Regions from separate parts of the Mus musculus genome. Here region 2 is linked to region 1. Evidence: chromatin contacts called from public capture Hi-C data. All regions are on one chromosome and are shown on one strand. The core of a region is the stretch at or near the end of the contact, and the rest is flanking DNA. Distances in the headings are between cores, read along the strand shown.

Region 1 (6,501 bases), core at 2,360-4,859:
GAGAAAGTGTGTCACTGTTGGGGTTGGCTTAGCAGATCCTCAAGGTGTACCCAGTGTGGCACACAGCCTTTTTCTGCTGCCTGCGGGTTAAGATGTAGAAATCTTAGCTCCTTCTCCAGCACTCTGTTTGCCTACACACTGCCATTCTCCTCACCATGATGATAATGAATTAAACCTCTCAAACTGTGAGCTGGCCCCAATTAAATGTTTTTCTTTATAAGAGTTGCCATGGTCATGGTGTCTCTTCACAGCAATAGAACCCTAACTGAGACAGCACCTATCGATTGAACTTTTCTATTTCCTTCTCCACTCTCCCAAGCAACCGCCATTCAACTGTCAATCTCTTTAAGATGAGGTTGCCTTAGATTCTCCAGACAAGTGGGGCTAAGTGCCACTTGTCTATTTTAATGCTTTGACTTTTTATGAAAAGATTTTTCTCTTGAACTTTCTTTAAACATGAGAAAAGTTTGATATGAAAAATGAAACTAGATAAATGAACTATAGGGTATTCTGGGGGTAGGAAGGCCCCATGGAGATTTGGCACAGGATGGGAGTCTCTACAGAAGGTGAGCGAAGTGCTAGGTAATAGATATTCAGCTGGTCAACCATGGCCCTGACCCACCAGGATCAATATCATATATTGATATATCTTGCTTCAGGGAGAGGTCTGTGAAATGGGAACCTGACAGGTCCTTAGTACAGACCCCAGGTAGTGGAAGGAAAGAATGTTCTTGGCATCTGCTACATCTCTGCATCCTTCAGTGACTCATTTATTTATGGTACTGCTGTTTACAGCAAAGTCGGAACCTGTCATGGGATAAAGACACAGTATGCTGAGATGAGTCCTTGCCACAGGCTTCATGCTGGCTGTCTGACTGCTCTTCACAAGTTCAAGGAGATGAGTGATCCTGCCCTCAATATCAGACTCTGGGCCACAGGAGGGAACTGGACCCAAACTCTTAGACTTGGGGTACATTCAGTACTCAGAGCTCTTGCCTGCGGGCTGTGAAGATTAGGGAGTTGAGAATATCATTCTGTCTCCTTCAACAGTACCTGTAGAAAGTGGGGGTTGCCATGGTCACCATCAGTGAACAGTACCTCTCACGTACTGTTTTTTTTTTCCTTCTGTTAATAAATTGTCTTTGTGAAAACAAAAATGCAAATATTAAAGGATTGTAGAACACTAGCCTGAAAGGGATTTTAAATTATTCAAAAACCACTTATTTGCTGAGAAAGTCAGCATTGTACTTAAGATTCTAGAAGTAGCAGAAAACAAAAGAGATTGTCCCTGCTCATTTTGAACCTAAGAGTCTAGTGGAGTAGAGAGAATATTTGGTTCCACCTTATTATTATACAGGCAGGGAAAACTTTTAGATCTTTCCATATGGGCATATTTGTGTGTGTGTGTGTGTGTGTGAAAAGAGAGGAAGGCTTTTGTTTGAAGAGTGATGGCATGTGAGATTATTTTTGCTGTTAAGCTGCAACTTGCTTCTTTGCCTGTTGAGGACCTGAAGGTTTTGGCTACTCAGAGAGCCGAATTTTTGTGCATGACAGGGAGAAGCATTTGAAATTGCAATGGGTTTTCCACACCCATTGACACAGGTCAACTCAGATCTATCTAACCAACAGTGAATGCACAATATTTGCAAAGGTTTCACCTGCAATTGAACATGCCATACTTATTTTTTGACCATTATTTCTTAAACAATATTAATCTACAGAACATTAATACTCTATTAGCCATGTAGAATATGCAGATAGGGGTGTTTAAAATTATTTGGGAGGATGTGTATAAATTATATGTAAAGCCTACATTATTTTATATATAAGGAACTTGTACTTGATAGATTCTGCTGTCTGGGGATGCTGGAGTCTAAGAACCAGTCTCATTTGGGTACTGAGGGATTGATCATATGCATGTATATGAAATAACAAGTTGTCCAGATACTGGTGTGAGCCCAGAGTAGGGAGGAAGAGTGGGAGATCCCCTGTGTGACAGTGGCCAAGGGACTTTCAAGAGGAGATGCGATGAAGCTTTTGCTGTCTTATGCAGGAATATAACTTCTTGGTGGTGACCTAGAAAACTCCAGCAAAAGTTTTACAGTACATCACAGGCTTTGCTCCCTTGACACCTAAGTGGGGAATCTGAGAAGATAAAGGGTTGACCTCAAGGCATGAACTGAGAGAGCAGAGAACAGAGATGCAGCAGAAGCAGGAAGCGAGAGAGGGCTCAGCAGAGCTCGGAAGATGGAGTCCGTGCTCCACCTTCCTCTCAGGAATTTTGCTGGGATCTTGGGGAGGACTCAGGAATTTTGCTGGGATCCTGGGGGTGGGGGTGGGGGGAGACTCCGGACTTACTGCTGGCTGTGGAACAGAATTTAGCCTCTGCAACTGTCATTTTAAGGTGTCTGCAGGACTCATCAGAGTAAAAATTATTCCTTTGTTTGGATACTGTTTCTTGATAGTGGAGCCATCCATGCTTTCTTGATAAAGTTCGTATTGGGAGGTATTTAGAAATAACAATTCAGTTCATGTTTATTAGGCAAGTCCTTTGGACAGGGGAGGACTAATAACTATTTGTGTTAATTCTCTGCATGTCAAAGAGAAGCACCTTACACTTCTCCCAGGAGATTTTCTTTTAATCAATGAGGAACTGACTTTGGCATAGGGAGACAAGAAGCTGGGAGAGGCCATCTAGGACTAGATTAAAAATATCAGGGGCCACAAGCCACAGACTGGGAGCAGTCAGCCCCTCTCAATCCGTGGGAATCAGGGTCTCAGACAGATGGGCATTGAGTCGGAGAGAATGGGGTGGCAAACAGACACGACATGAGAGAGTGTGTTGGAGCTGAATGTATTGTCCAAACAAACACCAGACTTTTTTATACAGAAGAAAAACAAAAAAACCAGGCGAACACATCCACCAAGTTACAGTGACACAAAACAAAAGGAATGCTTATGTCAAAAGATGGCAGGGACCAGGCCACTTTTACCACTGAAAATGGATCGAGGTGCTCGTCTATTGTTAAACCCACCACCAGGGGATCTTTAGTAAATACCTGATTATGCTATTCCTCTGGGCCTAGTGAAGAAGCCTGTATCAGGGAAATTCCCTTCCACTAACTCTTTCATTCGACAACCCACCCATTTGCTAGGCCATTGTGCATTCCTGTGTTTGGGCAAGACTCAGCTATTGTCCTAAGTAATTACTATGCAGACTAGTCCTGAGCTTTTCTAGCTCTGTACTTTGTAATGCCTGATTATTTTCACTGTCTCTACTAGAAGTGAATTTGAATGTTACTGAATAGGTAACATTCTTACTGAATTCCAAGCTCACCATTGGCTTCAAGGATTTTCTAGGAGCCATTGGAACACTGGTGGAGGCTTAGTTATATGTCAAAAATCAATCCTTAAAGGCACTTATAATAAAACAATTTTGAAAGAGGGCATACTCCAGACTAACTCGGGGACAGGGTTTGTGTATATGGGCTATGGGAATGCCAAGGTTCCAGGAGGCAAAGTTTCCTTGAAACTCTTCGCTTCGTGACTTCTTTCAGGCCCTTAGGCCTACCAAGCAGACTGCACTGGAGTGGACGTAGCAGCCACAGTCAAGAGATCAAAGATAGGTGCACACAGGGAAGGGAGACAGACCAAACCTTGCATGAGTTGAGCTTGAAAGCATTTAGAAGCTTGAGGAGAGAGAGGCAAATCTTTTAGGGAGAACGCGACGCATATGGATGCTCATATGCATTCACAAATAAGGTATTTATGTAGATGAAAAGTGTCAGGAAAAGCTGTTTTTATAAGCCAGTTATGTTGGGTTTTGTGAATGAGATATCTCTGGATGATTTTCAGAAGAGTTTAGTAAGAATATATGTTGCTTCATGGTAATTGTCTTAGTTTGGGTTTTACTACTATGAACAGACACTATGACCAAGGCAACTTTTATAGAGGTCAACATTTAATTGGGGCTGGTTTACAGATCCAGAGGTTCAGTTTATTATCATCCTGGCAGGAAGCACTGCATAGTCCAGGCAGGCATGGCACTGGAGGAGCTGAGAGTTCTATATCTTCATACAAAGGAAGCCGGGAGCAGACTGTTTGCAGGCAGCTAGGAGGGAGGTCTCAAAGTCCACCCTCCACAGTGACACACTTCCTCCAACAAGGCCACACCTCCTAATGGTGCCAGGCATATTTAAATGACCACAGTAATCTTTGGTTGAATCTCTTTGAATAAGATCCCAGGCACGGGCTACCTTCTAGGTGAGAGAAGGTCTGCTTAGCTTCACATATGTGGCAGCCCGAGTCTTAAACTTTGGTATTCAAGTGTCCTCAAGAGGGGATACGTAAGAGGAGTGGCAAATATCTGCCACCCTGAACTGTCATACTAGTGATCGAAGACTATATCCCATCTGGTCTGAGAGCATCTAACTGTGGAACTGATGATGAATAAAATGAGTGAAATAAAGCATTTGCCTAGATTTGCTCTTCTCTTCAGCAGGCCTAAAGGATGGACTAAAGAATACAATGGTAAAGAGGACATTTGAGAACTATGAATGGAGGTTGTGGCGGGGGGGGGGGGGGTGTTTCCTATGGGAAGCTGGGGCAGGAATCCAGACTTCTGCAAATGTTGAATAGCTCATCTCTGAGTTGCTGTGTTCTTTGAAGTTCCAAAAGCTTCTTTCAAGGAACTGAAAATGGTCATGAATGACGGTTTTAGGACCAAGCAAACACATTCAGCTATACTCCCTTGCAAAAGACCTCAGCTCGGAATGTCAACTGTTTACAGTCCCCATAGAGGGGCAGAGATCTTCACTGATTATCCAGCTGTGTCCTCCCATTTGTTGTATATAACTCTACATACATAGGTTCAGAAGCTGGGGTGTAAGGCCTCCATGTGGGCCTATGGCTATAGGGAACTGTCATCCCTGCTGGGTAACAATTTTCAGATGTGCTTTCTTTCTGTCTCTCTGTCTCTGTCTCTCTCTCTCGTGTGTGTGTGTGTGTGTGTGTGTGTAGCATTAATAACCCTGCAAGTAATCTATGCTTTGTAAAACCTATGCTTTGTAAAGAAGCCTGATAAACCCATTGGTTCTTTAGAGTGAGCTTTGGCGCATCATGCCTTGTTTTGTCACTGAGACCTTAGGAGAAGGGATAGATATTGCTTACATCTTTCCCTGAGAAGGAGTTTTGGCAATACCCATGTCTGTGATGCCCAGTACCACCCTACAGTTTTCCTACTTCTGCGAGGATGACACTAGCCCAGAATGGGGCTAAGGTAGAAAGAGTGTACAGAGCTCTGATTTTGATTTTGGAAGCATTTATAGAGTCCTAGGTGGGAAGACACACACTCCGACATAACTTATAAGTGCCACGAGGAGGAGGTACAGATGTTTAACCATGGCCTAACAGGAGGTAAATCCAGCTGTGCTCATTGAGGTAGGCAGAATGTTCATCGTCCTGTCCTGCCGTTGAGCTGTGGCCTCTGAGGAATGGGTGAGGTTATTCAGGAGAACAAAACCACAGCAAGCTTCCCGAAACCTGACCACAAGTGAAGCGGCTGCCCCTGCTGGATTCCTGACTATCTAAAAGAAAAGGAAGATGGCGGTGAGCGGGCTCAGCAGGTAAATGCATGCGCTGTCAAGCTTGGTGACCCGAGTTTGATTGTAAGAACCCACATGGTAGAAGGAGAAGAACTGAGCCGGGCAAATTGTTCTCTGACCTCCGTAGTGGCACACATGTGCCCTCAACCTCAAAGAAATAAGTGTAACACAAGAGAAGATAAAGGGGCAACTCAGGATTCCAACGCAACTCCTCGTGTGGGCGACGGGCTGGGAACGTGAGGGGTAGGAGTGGGAAAGTGAATAGAAATTGTGCGTGTGGGCAAGGGCTCAGAACAGGCGCAGTAGTAGCTAAAAGGCTAACGGCAGCTTCTGCTTGTGTTTTCAATGCATGGTTGAGACAACCTTGCTCAAGAGACCTGTTCACCACCATACGTGGTCTCCAGTCTTAGTGTTTCTGGGAATATGCCTGATTGTAGACACTGGGCTCTTGGGAGGCGTCTGGTCTTGAGATGCAGATGAAAGGAATCCCCTCACTGTGCTTATGCGCAGCCAGTCAAAAGAAACCCAGTTGCTTCCACTACAAGCTTTTTCTTAAGTGCAAAAATACTGAGTGTGTTTGTGCACACACACACACACACACACACACACACACACACACACACACTCCTTTGGGAACAGTGTATTTTAGCTATTTGTTTACCTACCACTGAGCACAATGGTGAATATCATGGGGTTGGGATGGGTAAAATGGAATTATTTTAAAATGTGCTTCCACTCGGCATCCTATAAGGAATCAAGGGGGATTATGTATAGCTTTGGTGAAATGTCATGTGTTCCTCTCTGGGCAAGGAACTGTAAATGTCAAGCCATCAGTCTCTGCAACCACCCCACAGGGGCACAGGTTGATGCTCATGGCAGGAAGCTAGAGATGGCGGGG
Region 2 (6,501 bases), core at 1,044-3,543, 860 kb after region 1:
CACAGTTTGAATTGCAATCAGCTTCCTCACAAGGCAATGCTAGAGGTTAATTGTTTATGTTCAATTTTGGGTATCACCTGACTGCTTAACCTTATGAGACCAGGTCAATGGCTCAGTGGGTAAAGTGCTTGCTGTAATAGCATGGGGACCTAAGTTCAGATGCTCAACACTCATGTAAAAGACAAGGATGGCAGTGTATACTTGTAAGGATTCTAGGGCCTCATTGGCCAGCCTAGCTAACCAAAATTGAAAACTCCAGATTCAGTGTTTTAAAAATGGAATGGAGTTCAATAACAAAGGAAGGCAACAGCAGACGTGATAGATAAGCATGCATACACACACACACACACACACACAGAGAGAGAGAGAGAGAGAGAGAGAGAGAGAGAGAGAGAGAGAATTGGGCAATGAAAATGTATTTGCTAAGTATGTGCACAATTTATACATGTCAAATATTTATAACTATATTTCTCTTAAAGCATCACAAAGCTACATACATTGCCTAGATTTACCTTAATACTTTAGAAAGATGCACCTGAGAAATAATGTCCTACATGTCCCGTGCAATAGAAGCAATCCCATAATGATCCACTAACACACATTTAAAGGTCTTCAATAATCCAATGCATACCTCTTAGAACCCAAACCAGAGTATAATCAGATATCTCTTCCTTTGTTGATATTGACTATTTAAGGAACCCAACTCAATGCCTTCAAGAACATTCTATACTCTGTACTTCATCTGATTGTTCCCAACTCTAATATGTTTGCTCTATTGTTCCTTTGACCTTCCTGTAAGTAGGTGATTCAATCTATATAAATAGTCTTGCATGGACTATAACTAATTTATAAGCCCATTCTAAATACCAACTTTGAAGTCTGATTTTCTGGCTTTACCATATCATGCTAATTTGTCTAGAGTAGAACTCTGATGTTCGCATCCATGAATTTCTGTACTTATAGGTGAAGAACAGTCAAGGCCAGGAAGACTAGAAGGAAAAGCCAAGGTCACACAGCAATATAAGATCAAAGGAATTGGGCAAAGGATGGGTCAGCCAATTTTAATTGGTTTCAGGTCAATTAAAATGGATGCAGCCCTGAGCCTGAGAGAGGAAACTGGAGGACATAAACTAGGATTTTTTTCACTAAAGGGAACCATTTGGATAGAAATTGCAATTGACACCAGAAGTATGAAGTGGGTTCAAAATATTTTTTTAATTTATTCATTTATTTTATGAATATGAGTACACCATTGCTCTCTTCAGACACACCAGAAGAGGGCATCATATCTCATTACTGATGGTTGTGGGCCACCAAGTGGTTGCTGGGAACTGAACTCAGGACCTCTAGAAGAGCAGTTGGTGCTCTTAACCGCTGAGCCATCTCTCCAGCCTTTTTTTTTAAGATTTATTTATTTATTTATTTACTTATTTATTTATTGTTATATGTAAGTACACTGCAGCTGTCTTCAGACACACCAGAAGAGGGCATCAGATCTCATTCCAGATGGTTGTGAGCCACCATGTGGTTTCTGGATTTGAACTCAGGACCTCCGGAAGAGGAGTCAGTGCTCTTAACTGTTGAGCCATCTCTCTAACCACAATTGAAAGCTTTACAAGACATGTATAGTGCACTAGGACCCCTTGCTGGGATGTCAAAGTGTCCTTAAACCCCTCCTAATCTGAAGTCCAGCTTTCTACATAATCTTTCCACCTTTTTCATTCCTCCCTGTCTTCTTCTCTTAGCTGGCCTCCCTGGTGCTTTTCGTTCTGCTTCCAATTCCCTTTAGTAGTCCTTCATAGACCTACAAGAAGAAACTTTTAAAGAGTAAATCTGATAAGGTGTTCTCTTCCCACAGATCGATTAAAACCCCTTTCCGGTCACCCACTGTATTTGTTATAAAAACCACACTATTAATATGCCCAACAAGGCTCAGCATGCTACAGACTATGTCTTCCTGTCCAATGAACTTTGTGTCCTTCTCTCTCTCCCTCTGTATTAGTTACTTTGCTCATTGCTGAGACAAAATCCCCAACAGAAATGATGGAAGGGAAAAGGGGCTGACTTCTGTTTTTGATTTAAGAGAGGATATAATCCATCAGAGTAGAAAGGCGTGGTGGCAGAGTGTAATTCTGCGTGTCCCACTGAATCTGGCTGGTCACACTGAAGAGAAAGCACACAGAGAGAGATGGATTCTGGCACTCGTGCTTTGTCTCCCTTTCTCTTCTGCTCAGTTTTGCACACAGCCCTAGGGTGGGACCACCCACACTCAGGATGGCTTTTCAATCTTCCGTTAGATATCTTTGGAAATGTCCTCACAGACATGCCCAGAGGTGTGTCTCCTAAGTGATTCTCTCAATCCTGTCACCGCATTCAAATGACTTCCTTTGTTTAAGAAACTGCATCCTGTTCTATTTTGCCTGCAGACAATTGTTCAACTGGCTCCCTCTGTCTGGAAGACGTCCCTTGAGTTCTGTGGCACAGCCTGACCACCTGCCCTTTGCCAAGATAATTTCTAATCTTCCCATCAAATGTTTTCTTCCTCAAATAAGTCTTTTCTGACCTTGAAATCCCTTCCGGAGCCCTATCATCATGAGGTGTGCTTTAATTTCACAAGTCTTAGCATCGTTCGCCTTCTATATTAGATTTATTATTAGCCTTACTGGCCTCAAAGCTGTATGTGAATTGAGACTGTGTGATTTCAGTTACTTGCTTAGCCAAATAAATGGGTTTTACAAAGTTGCTGCTGAATGAGTGCTACTGTAAAAAGAAAAGACATTGGAGTCTCATAGCTAAATATGAGACTGAGTAGGGTACTAAATAGAGCTGAGAGCAAACAACCAGATCAAAAGACTAGGTAAATGGAACTACAGTTGAGAAACTGGAGCTCTAACACGGGTAGGACTCAGCCACCACGAAGGTTTTCCTGGGATGCTTCTGATGATGCACCAGCAAGCTCTATGGGTTCAGATTTTTAAGGGGAAATGTTTACATCTCTTTGGGTTACTTTGCTCCATCTGGCAGCGTTGGTTCTTCGCATTAGAAATCACTGCTCAGTAAGTGCAGTACCATTCTCTGGGCTCTCCATGACCTCTTACCCTCTGAAGCATCCCGTAGAGCATCAAGTCTCACAGTAGCCCTACGGGGTTTCTTAGAGTTCACGGATAAACTATGCTTATTCATGACTACCTTTTGCATGCTGATAAATCCCTTTCTGTTTTAAATCTCCAAGTTTAGACTTATGGCTCTTCTAAGTTTCAGACCTTTTTAAAATCTGGATGTACTTGAAACTGAACTCACCTCCCACCCCCCACCCCTGAAGCACCCTTTGTGTTTTCTTACCAAGGGTCCTTGTAACATCATTGTGAGGCAAGGTTTAGCTCTCTGTAGGTACTCATGGAAAAGGGACCATCAGATGACTGCAGGTTGTTTGCATATGTTGTAGTGAAGGTGGACACTGGTGCTCAAAGGAAGGTAGGAGTGAAAACAGCCAAATCAAGAACACTACAGATGAGAAACAAATCTTGTGGCTGCCTATGAGCCGCCCAAGCAGACCAGGTGAAAACCAGACAGACAGGTTCAGAGAAGCAAGGCCAGTGTTGATAGGCCTGATGGACAGCTTCCATACAACACCATGGGATATATGAGAGGCACTATTACTCTTTTACGTTCTTGCTCTTAATTTAGTTAATTGTAGCAGATAACCTCAAGAAAGCCTCTGCCTGTTTTACAAAAGAGATGCCAGACCATCTCCAAGATGATGAATTAACACAGAACAAAGATAACTACTTCTCAATGAGAACAAAGAGAGTTCAGTATAATGAACAGCAATTGAGACACCTTTAAGATCAGAGGGCAGTAAAGTCAGAACTAACTAATAGCTAGCCTACAGTCAAGGTCAACATCAAACAAAGCAGGATTCATAGGCGGTTACAGGAGGGCTTCAAGGACTCATGACTGGGTGAGCAGTACATGAACAATGTGTGATCATCTTTGGGTAAGTCAGGAGTACATGCATATAGCATGTGAACCTTCCATTGGCTCAGTTCATGATAGCACAGAGAATTAAGCAAGCTCAGCAATTACCTAACCTTTGTTAGTTTCCGTGACAGCTCTATGAAACTCTCCAGAAAAGAAACTCAGTGGTTTTATTCTTTCTTGGGAATCCTTGCCACTTTGGGGAGTTTCTCCCTTTTCCTTAATTTCTCATTGTTTCTTGACAGGCCTTAATAAATATGATATCTGTTTTGCTTATTCCAGTGAGTATCCACATCTGTAATCACTACTGGTCTAAGACCGTGAGTTCAAAAGCTACTGTCTCAAGTTCATCTTTGGTGAGGGTGAATGCCCAGCTTATGAGTGCCCATGCTGTTGTCTTTGGATCAAGCACAATGGGGATGAGTAAGGTCCAGTCTCAAAACAACAACAAACTCACACAAACACACACACACACACACACACACACACACACACACACACACACACACACACACACACACACAATTCTACATCAGTACCTAAAACAAAATACTTACTTGATAGCATTGTTCATTCAAACAGAACAGAGAATCAGGCAAACTAGGTGCAAAGTAGAATATAAATATAGAAAGCTTAGTCCAGATAATGTCCAGTTTGTAAGGATTCAGACTGATCTTGGGTTTGGACACTAGGTAGTCATAGAAAACTAGGGCTCCCAGTTCACCACACCATTATTTGCAAAATGAGGACATTACTAAGCCACTGAGTTTGGGGGACCATTAACACATACATTTTCAGCATATTTCACCATATACACATGCATTTTCAGCTTACGGAATTTTCAGTTTACAGATGCATTTATCCAGACCTGGCCCTATCACAAATCAAGCTGCATGGGGATTTACAATGTTGGCTGCGTATAGTGTGCTCGTTGCTAATACTCATCAATGGCCTAAATGAGTCCTCATGGTTCTATGGCATTACAATCACCTCCATCGTTACCTGGGAGGAAGCCAACCATCACAGAAGTTAAGGGACGGGCACATGTCATCTAGAGAGGAGGTGAGAGAGGAGAATCTGAACTCAGCCCTATTTTACTTAAACACCCTTGAGCACTCCACTTGGTTCCACTGCACCGAAGTATCCACCGCAGCCTCAAGTCCCATGATTTTGCTACGTGGTGTTCTACCCTTCACTCTCTCCTCACAGCGATGCAAGCTATGAGACTTTGAAAGTGATGGCGCACTTCCATCCTGTTAGTTTCGAGATTCAGCATGTACTTTCTTCAAGAAAAAGTTCCTCTGGAAAGGAAAAGGATGAAGGGAGGGGCGAGCTGATCTGATCTGATCTGATCAGGTAGATAAAGGAGTCATACCTCCGGCATCTGAGTGACCCTGATGAGAAGAGACAGCGTGACCTGTGCTAGGTTATTTTCTAAGTGTCTGTAAGGTCAGTTGAGGTAAGCAAATGAGAAACAAAAGATGACACGCAGCCTCCTACTCGTGAGGGTCTTGAAAGAGAGGAGAGAGAAGGCACAAAGTTTCCATATTAAGAATCCCATCCAGGACTTCGTATTTCTAAAATTAGTATTAATGGCTTCTAATTTGGAAATGATCAAGCTGAGAGCCAAAGGTTAAGAGGAAAGCAATACTGCGTGCTTACTTCAAGGGCCCTCACATGCTTGAGAGAGAATTTTGTGTCGTTTCTATGCCCTAAGGTTTATTACTTCTTCAGTGCTACCCAAGTTCACATGCTGAAACTTTTAATGACTTCCCATTTTTTTATTACGTTTTTCAACGAACAGAAAAAAATCCTTCCATACAGCAAATATGTCTCCATATCAGCCTAGTTCTCAAATAGACACCTCTCGAGGGGAGGAGAGTCTACAGTATTCTGGTCATTCCTCTTCTTACAGCTCCTCCATCCTCCAACCTCTTGAATCTTAGGTTCTCCTAAATAACACAGTTAAAAATAAACAAAGTAAAACGACAATTCTAAATGCCGTGAATCAAAAACACGATTAAAGATGGAAAAGCTGATTTCTATAGAAGAGATGAGATTTATCTCGGTGTGATTGCTTTTACTTAAAAAATAATGAACAGTGAGTGTTTAGTATTTTATGTTAAGTTGACTATGTTGCTATTAACCCAGGAATGAAAACCCCATCCTCACTCGAGGGATCTCATCCTCTTGTTGATCTGTTTCTTGTGTCTTCAGCCCCTCTTTGCTGCCTGGCTTCATGACAACATATAAACTCATCCAATCCTCTAATGCTAAAACGAAGCCAGCAGGCAGATGGCATCTATGTTGCTCCACTTCCCCCATTCAACCAGACAGTACCCCATCGTGTTTCCTCTGAGCTCTCACTTCTCCATCATTCATCAACTGTCTGACTTCTGTCTATTCAAGTAGACCCTCCAAGATCCGTATACACCCCCACCCCACCCCCCATGCTGCTAAGCCTTCAGCACACTGTTTAATGGGCTGTTGCTGATTCCTTTTCTTGGAGTATCACAGCTCCTA

What was found. Capture Hi-C pulls out chosen DNA fragments and counts their contacts.
Region 2: a capture Hi-C map of embryonic stem cells shows a contact between it and region 1, with 4 times the contacts expected there. The contact joins two enhancer-like sites. A contact is called at or near these places in 1 of 484 Hi-C or Micro-C datasets (embryonic stem cells), 2 of 115 datasets of contacts at active chromatin or transcription factors (cardiomyocytes and embryonic stem cells) and 1 of 9 other capture datasets (embryonic stem cells).

Annotation. Positions count from the first base shown.
Region 1 is chr10:91,422,667-91,429,167 of GRCm38.p6, forward strand. All of the region lies in intron 2 of Gm40736 (a long non-coding RNA gene), which reads left to right. Among named protein-coding and RNA genes, the nearest start is that of Gm40736, 15 kb to the left of the region's middle. Within about 2 kb of position 3,610, at least 5 of the 459 cell types and tissues checked have an H3K27ac peak or open chromatin away from gene starts, as enhancers often do. A contact at or near this core is called in embryonic stem cells, where this site is marked.
Region 2 is chr10:92,287,113-92,293,613 of GRCm38.p6, forward strand. All of the region lies in intron 2 of Gm20757 (predicted gene, 20757), which reads right to left. Among named protein-coding and RNA genes, the nearest start is that of Gm20757, 85 kb to the right of the region's middle. Within about 2 kb of position 2,294, at least 6 of the 459 cell types and tissues checked have an H3K27ac peak or open chromatin away from gene starts, as enhancers often do. A contact at or near this core is called in embryonic stem cells, where this site is marked.